2 separate regions of the Mus musculus genome follow, and region 1 is linked to region 2. Evidence: chromatin contacts called from public Hi-C data. All regions are on one chromosome and are shown on one strand. The core of a region is the stretch at or near the end of the contact, and the rest is flanking DNA. Distances in the headings are between cores, read along the strand shown.

What was found. Hi-C and Micro-C count contacts between places; a contact is called where the count stands out from the background.
Region 1: a contact with region 2 is called in a Hi-C map of uterus, with 2.7 times the contacts expected there. The contact joins the promoter of Barx2 here to the enhancer-like site in region 2. A contact is called at or near these places in 35 of 484 Hi-C or Micro-C datasets (LSK cells, the Patski cell line, Sertoli cells and 14 more), 13 of 115 datasets of contacts at active chromatin or transcription factors (astrocytes, craniofacial prominence, embryonic fibroblasts and 6 more) and 1 of 9 other capture datasets (embryonic stem cells).

The regions. Positions count from the first base shown.
Region 1 is chr9:31,909,994-31,915,110 of GRCm38.p6, forward strand. It overlaps Barx2 (BarH-like homeobox 2), which reads right to left and starts at 3,292. Exons shown (of 4, transcript NM_013800.2): 1 at 2,912-3,292. The coding sequence starts at 3,098. Gm31497 (a long non-coding RNA gene) reads left to right here. Exons shown (of 3, transcript XR_379218.3): 3 at 1,020-1,205.
Region 2 is chr9:31,845,670-31,850,752 of GRCm38.p6, forward strand. Barx2 (BarH-like homeobox 2) reads right to left here. Exons shown (of 4, transcript NM_013800.2): 4 at 375-1,386. The coding sequence ends at 1,120. Among named protein-coding and RNA genes, the nearest start is that of Gm31497, 58 kb to the right of the region's middle. Within about 2 kb of position 3,647, at least 11 of the 459 cell types and tissues checked have an H3K27ac peak or open chromatin away from gene starts, as enhancers often do. A contact at or near this core is called in intestinal villus epithelium and uterus, where this site is marked.

The DNA.
Region 1 (5,117 bases), core at 2,042-4,541, 64 kb after region 2:
TTTAGTTTGTTGGGTATGTTTTTTTTTTAATTTAATGATGAAACTTTCCTTTAGTTTGACTTAAAAAGGATTCTCTTTCTCAGTATCAATTCTCTTTCTTGGATTTAGGAGAAACTACTGGGGGAGAAAAAAAAAACATTTAGAAGTCACTCTGTAAGAGTAAAACTGCTGTGTTTTCAATAAAGACCTGTTAAAATGAACAATACTTTTCTAATGATGAGTGTTCCACCAAGGGAGAATGTTTAGTAATGAATGACTGCCAGGTGATTATCTGACTAATGAAAAAGGTTTCCATTCCTCTGTTTACTTAAATACACACTCTACTGCCTGCGGAGATTTGATATCATGCATTGCCACTTGGATTACTAAATCTAGCAACACGGACTGCTTAATTAGGTGGAAGTCTTCTAAATGTGGCTTTTGTTCCGCCCTTATCCTTCATGCTTATTGAACACGCTGGTCAACAGTGGAGCAGATTGTGGAGAGATTTTTAGTCTTCATTTTCAACATTCTGCCTGACCGAGTTCACTTCTGTCACAGTTACTTAAGCTTGGTGGAGGTGTGCAAACTTTAAAAATGAGAAAATTGGTCACTTTAATTCCAGTGTAAGTTTCCACTTGTTTTGAATTTCTCCGACAGTGTTTCGGCCACCTAGGCTGCACATCTGTCTCTATCCAGAAAAATGCATTACTGTTTCGCTGTAGATACCAGCAACTCCAGTTTTATTATTTTTAATTAATTTTTAAAAGATTGTAGCTATCCTAGCTAAGGGTTTTTTGTTTTTTGTTTTGTTTTGTTTTGTTTTTTGACCCTGATTTGGACAGTTAAAAAGTACAAGACAGCTTTGAAAGCATAAAACCCCAGAGAAGTCTCTAATGGGCTTCCTATGATCTCATACACGCAAGGCTTTCTCTGTAACCGTAAACCCACTGTAGGCTTACGATCTGGAAGTATCAACTATTGTAGCCAGTTTTTATGAGTTTAATTCCACTAGCAAATCCTACTTTCTATATTTTAAGTCTCAACTACAGCAAATCAAGCACATTTTGAAAGAAACGATCCAGGGGGAAGAATGGAAAAAGAAGGCAAGAAAACCACCGCAAATAACCTCTCCTGCAGCAAACCAAGAACTTCTAGGAACACAGGACAAGCCTGCGACCATGTCAACTCACCTTTATTGCTCACAAAACTGCCTTTGAATCATTGCAGTGTGCCTGTTTTATTTCCCACCCAAGGTTCCATAAATCATGGAACTAGCCTGGACTGACTACGTGAAAACTTTCTGGGCCTTTTTCTCCCTCTCTTTTTCCAGCATGTTTTCTTGCATGACCCAACTCTGTGACTCCCACAAGCCATGGAAAGTGGCCTTAGAATTACATCAAAGCCCCTGAAAGGCAGCAGGTACTAAACAGGGCCCTGGGTCCCTCAGGAACTGAACCTATCTTCTGGGTAGCGAGACTCAACGGGGTACAATGAGAATTGTCACGGGGGGGGGTCCTCATTGGGATTTTATTGTTGTGGCAAATAAATGTTCTCAAAGAGAAGATTTAGCCTACTTCTCCAGCCCCAAACATTCACAGATGACTCATTGGAGACTCTACATATATAGCAGACAAAATGCCAGCAGGGTGGGCCTCTATCTTGTTTCTCAAATCTATTTAATGTATACCTTGATTATTTTCTTGTTTATAAAATTCAGTATTACAAGGCTTGTTGTGGGATATCAAGTCTAAAACTACCTTGCTGAAAGAAGTGAAATATTCATTTTATGGCCAAATGTAGGAGTAACTTGATTTGGGAAAAACCTCTCCCCATATTTATTATTTAGACTTAGTGACTAGCATGGCTGGACCGTGGGAGAGATGGAATTCCAAGTATTACATTTAGCAGCTTTTTATCCCCGAAGTTCAGAAAAGAAGTCTGGGAACCACTGCAGTGGGCACACACTTCCATTTTTCCAATTATAATTTCGTGAGTTTGTTTCATGGCAGTCATACAGCAAGCACAGAACCAAAGGCCCAAAGCACTTGTTTGCTCTCAGTGGAAAGCACAGTCAAGAACTTCCTTGAAAATATTTTCAACTGTTTTAGCTCCACCTAACTTTTTTGTAGCCTGATCCCCATCTGCCAGGGAACTTTGAAACCCAGAGCTTCTCTAAATGTACACCCTGTTTTAAATGTCTTTGGATTGATTTCCTACAGATCTACTTTTTCAATGTAATTACTAAATTCTCTGTTTCCTTCCTATTGGTCTAGTTTTTGTGGACAGAGGAAACCAGGTTTGAGGGTTTTTTTTTTTTTAAAAAAACTGTTACTAGTGTTGGTTTTAGTCACTTAAAACAAACAAGGGGTTTATCCTTTCTGCTTGTGTCAAAACTCAGCACAGCCCAAAACTACTTTCCTGAGGGCAATCATTTTAAGTAAAGTTTGATGTAGTCACAAGTTTATTTTGAAGCCCATGAAACCGATTTACCTGTAAAATTACAAAAGAGGCTGGGCAATCTAACTCTAGGTGAAAGATGAGACCACCAAATTAAAGTTGAAACTGACAAGCTCACTGCGTGAAACCGCCTAGGCACTGAATCTGTTCAAGTGTTTGAAGTTTCTCACTAAAACCCCCGGTAGTGCCAGGGAGAAGGACGCTTTCTCCAAGAAGCCAGGACAGTTATGCTACATTGGCGTCTCACTCCAAGGACCACTTGGTCTTAACTCATCTCCCATCCAGGGAGCAGTACCTGCCCAGGCCCGGTTGCAAACGCTTTTGAATGCCCACCACTGGCGGGCGAGTCTGTTCTTGCAAGGACGCAGGAAAAGAATCCTTTGGTCCCTCTGGCTCTCAGGTTGGAAAGCAGAGGCGACCGCACACGGGCAAAAGTACAGCAGCCCACTATATCGCCCAGCGGTTGTCTTACCGGTACAAGAGTGCAGGGGCTTGGGTCGCACCACCAGCGACGGGCACACAGAGTAGAGGGAAAGTTTCTCAAAGTAGTCGCAGGTCTCCTTGGAGAGGATCTCATCGATCATGAAAGTCTTGTAGCGCCGCCTGGCTGCTTTGAGCTGGCCGGGTGAGCTCAGCCTCAGTTCCGCGTGGCAGTGCATGGTGAGCCGGGACCAGAGCCTGGCGACCTGAGCGCGGCGAGCGCCTGGCCGTCCGGGACCGCAGGAGGTGGCTCGCTGGCTGGGGCCTGAGCCCCGCTCCTCGGCAGCCAGAGGGGCGGCGGGGCCCGGGGAGGCGCGCAAAGCAGAGAGGGCACGGGCGCGCCTGCTGCGTCTACACCCACCCGCCGAGCAGCATCTTTGACTACAGCCTTTTTGGGACACCGCAGCTGTCAATCAGCGCGCACTTCCTGCAGGGCCAGGTGCGGAGCGCGAGCCGAGGGGCGTCGGCCGCTACCCCGCCCCTGCGCGCCCGTGCGGCTGGGGTGCTGACCTGCGCACCCCGGGTCCGACCGCTCTTGCCCGCTGCCTCCCGCCGATCCGAGAGTCGAGCGCTCCCCAGGCGGCTCTATTTTAAGACACTCGCTCCGGTTCTCCTTTCCCCCTCCCCCAGCTCCAGGTGTGTGTACGGGTGTGTGCGCGCGCTCGTGTGTGTGTGTGCACGCGCAGGACTGCGGGCGCGCGCCTCCTTCTCCAGGGACTCAGGAGTCTAGCCGCCACTTTTCCGAGTCGCATCGCCCCTCTGTCCTCCCTTAGCGCCAGTCCTGCTAAAGGGGGCACCGCTCCCGCCCCTCCGCCCCCGCAACCCTATAGGCAGCTATGTCCACACCTCTTGCCATAAAGCAGTGGCATCTTCATCCAGAATCGCGAAGCTCCGGGCTCCAGAGCGCGCGCTTTCCGACGACCACCGAGCCTCACTTGTCCCCGCTGGGCCATTTCCCTAAACCACAGTGTCCTCTCTCAACCCAGCCCACAGCTCCGAAGCCCGCGCTGCAGCCGTGCGCTCCCGAGGTGGGGCATTTGCTCCAAGGTTGCAAACTTGATTGCCTCACTACGACCCCAAACTACAAATGAATTTAGCACACTCCGTTATCCCAATTATAAACTAGGGTAGTAATGTGGTGTGTGTGAGTGTGTGTTTAAATTCTGTTCATACAACGGTTTTCTTTTGCCAGAAAGGGCCAAAACAGCGGGATCGCGACGTGCCCGCGGCCCTTCCAAAGTTAGCCCAAATTCTGGCTTTTCCTAGTGCCCAATCCCGCTTTCCATTCCGGGGTATAACACACTTCTGGTATTGGGGGATGGTTTGCCTCTTTCTTCCTAGCGTCCTAATCTCAGAATCTGTTCCTACCAATGTCTGTACGAACTTTGTTCCTAACCACAATCCTTGCGTTAGAGCGTCCGGCCCGCACCTAAGCGCCTAGGACAGCTCCTGCTGTCAGTGACTCTTCCAGCCGGCCGGCCGGCCGTGGGAAACGACCTCCGGGTGCACTCCCAGCCCCCAAGACTGTGCCCCTGAAGTGGTGTGCGCAAGCTGGAAAAGAAACGGACAGCGGGGACACAGAATTTGGGACAAAACAGCCGATGGTGTTTGCCTGACGCTCGCACGGTGCGACTGATCCCGTGGCTACGCGCTCCGAGCATGGTTAGCCGCGGAAGCAAGTCGGGACGCGCACCTGGGCCGGTGGTTAAACTCGCTAAGGAACAAACTTGCTGAACTAATGATTAAACACTTAAAGAAAATAGGCATTAATAGACTGAATCATAGTCGAGCGTTTGCTGTGGGCATCAGCTCGTATTAATGATTTTTATTTCTCGTGTGTCTGCCTCTGCCTGATTTCTCTTTCCTTCTTAACTCTTGAGATTGCTTTTATTTCTGCTGTACCAGACATAGGTAGCCAGCACTGCAGCTAGGTACCCCAGAGGCTGAGGTCCTTGCCTTTATCCCTGGACTCTGTGGACTATCTGCTGTGGAGGACGGAGGGCCTAGGACCTGTCGGGGTGCGCCACCGGTCGCCTCGACCCGCTACGCGAGGAGCCAGGGGCCAGGGACCCAGCGCAACACTCGCTGCCGTGCTAATCCTGAGGCGCTGCTCTCTTGAGTCACCCGTACAGTGCCATGCCGCACCATAGGCAGCCACGAAGAAACTAAGTGCTTGGCGGGAATTGAGTCTGACGGAG
Region 2 (5,083 bases), core at 2,397-4,896:
TCCTCTGGCCTCCACACACAGTGGCATGAACATGCAACACACACACACACACACACACACACACACACACACACACAAACGTCCGCACACACATAAAAATAAAATAAATAAGTATATATTTTTAAAATACACAACGTTTAAAATTGAAGCCCCCATCTGTGCAGCTGCTGGCCATGGATTAGCTTGGTGGGGGCAGCCCAGCTGCTCGTGACCACCGCAGCACTTCAGTGACTCCCGTCCTTAGGCGCTCGTGGTGTGGCCCGGCCTTTTGCTTTGTAGATGGGAAAAGAAAGATCCAAAGAGAGTGACTACCTCTCTCTCCATCGGACACTTCTCTAAACAAACCAACAAATGAACAAGCAAACAAGACAATCCTCCTGAAAGATGTATTTTTAATTAAAAAATAAAAGTTATCTTAACATATCTGCATTTGCAGCTTCCAGGAGGGCAACTTCACGAAGCAGGGAAGCCAAAGACCATCAGGTCTGTCGGCACCTGACCGTCTCATAAAGGCGCAAAGGCACAGGGGTCTCCAAACAGACAAGCAGGGCTCTGAGATGTCCCTCGTAACTCACAACTCCCTCCAACTCCTTTTTTTTTCTTTTCTTTTTTTCTTCTTTTTTGTCTGCCTTTAACAGCTTTCCCCACCCGACCCCACCCTCAAAAAAAAAAAAATTCAATTCTCTTAAAACTACAGAAATAAGCGCCGAGTCAGCAAGGAGTCTGGGCAGGTCTCCCGAGCACTTCCACCTACCTCTCTCTGCTTGGCTGACCTGTTGCCCAGAGGAGAGCAAGGAGGGAGAAGAGCAGCCCTTGCTGCAGGCCAGCGGAGCTGCTGTAGCCAGCCCTGCAGCTATCACCCAAGCCTGGGCAATCAGATCCAAGGCGCTATCTCCCTTACAGAAGGGTATCTGTGCCTAACACAGCCTTGCAAGAAGGTTAAGTCCCACACAATCGAGTCTTCATCAAATGCTTCCGATGAAAATGACGCTGGGACGTGGGAGACCAGAAGTGCTCCTCTACCCACGTTACTAGTCTTTAGAGGTCTTCTCTCCCTCATTCTCCTTGCCTCTCTCTTCCCTTCTTCCCAGCTCCCCCTTCCCCTCAAAGAACTTTATTTTAGCTTAATGGTGGGGGTTCAGAGGAAGCTTCTGATAACTCCTGGGGCTGGTGAATAGGTTCTGCCACCTCCAAGGGGACAAGGCACGCTTTGGGCTCCTGGGTATCACAGGGCTCCTCCTGTCTCTCCGAGGATTCCAGCAGCTCCTGGCTCTGAGCCTGGCTGTTCATCTTCTCTTCAGCTTCAATCTCCTCTGATGTGGGAATGGAATTCTTCTTAGGGCGCCCCTTAGGTTTTGTGGGTGCTTCCTGTCCACCTTTAAGGACCTATGTGGGGGGGGGGGGGGAAGAAAAGTTATTGAATCCATGAAATCCCTCCACCCGGCTCCTGGTCCACCCTTACACAGCAATGTGTAGTTTCCCTCCAGAGAGCAAAGCCACAAGGTTTGGCCACATGTATTTTTCCCTCACGGGTTAGGATTTTACTTCATGGTTGCCCCACTACTTTTGGACATACACTGAAGTCAGATTATCACGTGGAAGAACGGAACCAGTTGCTGGTTTCATGGGATCAGGAAGCAAAGAGAAACAAAGGAGGAGCTGGGGTCTCAGTGTCTACTTTCCAATGACCTAACTTCCTTCCGCTGGGCTCTATTTCTTAAAGCCTTTAACTTTCCTCCACTGCTGACAGCATTACAGGCTAGGGATGGAGCCCTCTTCCTGCACATGGACCTTTGAGGCCACTCTAGATCCAGACTAGAGAACATCTCCAACTCACTGTTCCCCTTCTCCGTTTGCACAGAAGCTCCGTAAGGACAAATCTCTCCTGACCAAGACCTTTCTATGTAGACACTGGGTATTTATTGACTCTGTTTCCTTCTTCAAAACCAGAAGAGGACCTCCTTGGGCTGAACTTCAAGAATGAGTGCAGTAACTCATCAAGCCTTAAGTTCTTATTAAAACAGCTTTGAGATATAATTTGCACTCATGCTTCATATATTTAAACTGCCCAATTTAACAATGTTTAGCATAATTGCTAACTTGGGCAGCTATCACTCAGTGCAATTTTGGATCATGTTTCCTCATCGCCAATGGAAACCTTATACCCATTAGCACCAAATCATCACCCTGCACCTCGGTGATCAGCCGTCTTTCCACATAGGCAGAACCATAACCTGTGGCCTTTGCTTTGCTTCACTCGGCCCAGCATCCTTAAAGTCCGTCTATGTTTTAGCACATTCAGAAAGTAATATTCACCGTATGTCTGTATCAGTTTGCTGACTCCCTCCCTTATCAGCTGACAGACACTCAGATCACACCCACCTTTAGGCTCCTCAGTGAATAATGCTGTCATGAGCATGGGTGAATAGACACTGCTTCAAGTTTCTGCTCGAGCCTCTTTCCGGTCTGTACCAGAAATGGAGTGTGCCAACTCTATGATTAACATTCTGGGGACTCTTGCTAATGTAGCCGTGCCACTGGACATTCCAACCAACCATGCATGTGGATTCCAGGTCTCCACTTCCTCACCAATGCTTGTAATCAATCCTTCCTGATTATGGCCGTCCTAGCTAGTGCGAAGGAGGGTCTCAGTGTGGGTTTCATTTGCAGTTCCCTAATGGCTAACAACGCTGAGCAGCTTTTCATGTGATCTTTTTAAAAATAAATTCTAATTAAAGATAATGATATCACTTCCTCCTTCCCTTCCTCCAACTGCTCCCGTCTACCCCTCCCCATGTTGGTCTCTCTTTCAGATTCATGGCCTTCTTCTCTTTCTTAATTGTTGAGATACATTGTACATAAGTATGCAAGTACAGCCTGCTCAACCTGTATACTGCTTCTTTTGTGCATATGATCTCAGGGCAGACCATGCACACATCAATTTGTCTGTTTGAATTGTCTCCTTAGAGTAGAGTATGAGAGATTCTTAAAAATAATCTAATTCATGTCCCTTATCAGATAGAACATTTAAAAATATCTCTTACCATGCTGAGGGCTCTCTTTTCCTCTCTCTCTCTCTCTCTCTCTCTCTCTCTCTCTCTCTTGTCTTTTCACTTGGTGATGGTATCCTTCACAGCAGAAAAGTTTTTAATTCTCATAAGATCCAACTTAATTTTTCTGTCCCTAGCGATTTTTGTGTTGTACATAGAAAGGCATTGTTTAACCCTAAGCCAAGAATATTTACTTATGTTCTCTTCTAAGGCTTTTATGGTTTTAGTTCTTATGTAGATCTGTGATTTGTTTTGAGTTAATTTTTGGCGTACAAGAGCCAGGAAAACTGTATAGTCTCAACCAACATCTCTTTCCACCTGCAATTCTTCTTGACTTATTTGAACCCTCCAGACAGCTCAAAGGGAGGTATGAAGTGACCTTCAACAAGGTATAGACACTAACTCTGGAGAGAAGACACCCGTGTGTTCCTTCTTGGGTATGTCAGTATCTGATCTTGATGTCAATGCTTTTGAAAGTGCCTGACTGTGCCAAGACAGAATCTTCCTGTTGAAAGCAGTTCCACTGGGTATGAAAGAGGTTATACAAAAAGCAGTTGCTCCATGCAGTAATCAAGTTAGAAAAGGGCAGGTCTCAGGAAGCCATCTAATTGGCAAAAGAAAGTCCAGCCCAGCAATTACAGAACACCACCCACACAGCTTGGATCTACCCCACCTGGCTGTTTTCCTACAGCATGAAAAAAAAAAAAAAAGTCAAAACAATCAGACCATTTTCTAAATGGAATAAAACATTCCAGTGCAAGCAATAATTAGGAGATAACTACCCTCCTGGCTGCTTTCCCCATCGACCTCTGGCCCCCTGCCTCCCAGCGCACCTGAGACGTGCAATTATCCGGAACCCGCCCTGCACCAGGCCTGCACACTCACAAGCACCCTGCAGCCCTCTCCAGGGGCTTGCTTCCCCACCGATTCCTAGACACAGGTTGTTCCTTAGTCCAGAGAGGCCAGGCAACCCACTGGGCATGAGGTCATGTGCTTCTCTCTGTCTCTCACAAAAACACCTAGGGTGTGGCACTTCATTAGCCCCATTGATCTGCAGTCCTCCTCCGGACCCTACATCTAGGCATTTGAACATGGATGAAGATGTCAAGATGGCTCGTCTTGCTTTCTTCCTGAGGTATTGAGATGGGGTTCAGGCAGTTACCTCTGAGAGAATAGGATGACAGTAAGAAGGGTGCATCTTCTTTACTTCCCCCTTCCAGACAGAAAGTGTTCGCAGGGATCAAGGCGAGCCAAGGGGGGCGCTGGACTTAAATGTAAGACTCCAAACGTCTCCAATCTAGCATCCTTACCAGCATTTCTTTCTGCTTAATGTATAGGAGCTCATAAAACTCACCACTGACCATTCTGTTCCCTATTTGTCCACACTCTCCTACCAGAAGCCAGGCTTGTGAACTTGGGGACCGTTTGTTTTTCTCTCCCCTCTCCTCTCCAGCACAGTTGGGACCACTGAATCGATGATGCTGAGATAAAAGTCTGGGCTCTCCGACATGAATCTCTCCCATAGCATTGCCAATCACATTTGCTGTTTGTCCCAGCCTGATGACCCCATGGTCCATGTACTCAGGACTCCTCTCGACTGAAAGAGAACTTGAGGGGGGTCCTAGAAGCCTGTAGAAATTCACTTTCACCTTCCTATCATGGCCTCTAAAAGTTTAGATTCTTTGAAAACATGGATTTTGTTGACAATAAACACTAAAATCCACAATAGCTAAAATTCCCTTCTCAGCATCCCATGTGGCAAGCACTAGCCTAGGTATTTGTAGGTGGCATTTCAGATAGCACAACTCTGTGAAGTAGATGTGAGACTTTACCAAAGAGACATACAGTAACCTGTCCAGGGTCATAACTGGTAACAGTTTCCCTGAACTGTTCACTCTCTGGAAACAATGTAAAATCAAGTGACACCCACGTGTGACACCATAGTCTTTCCACATTCTGGAGTGCGGTTGGGTCCGCTTTCAGAAGAGAACTGAGCGTTAATACTGCAGACCACTGAAAAGTGAGACATTATC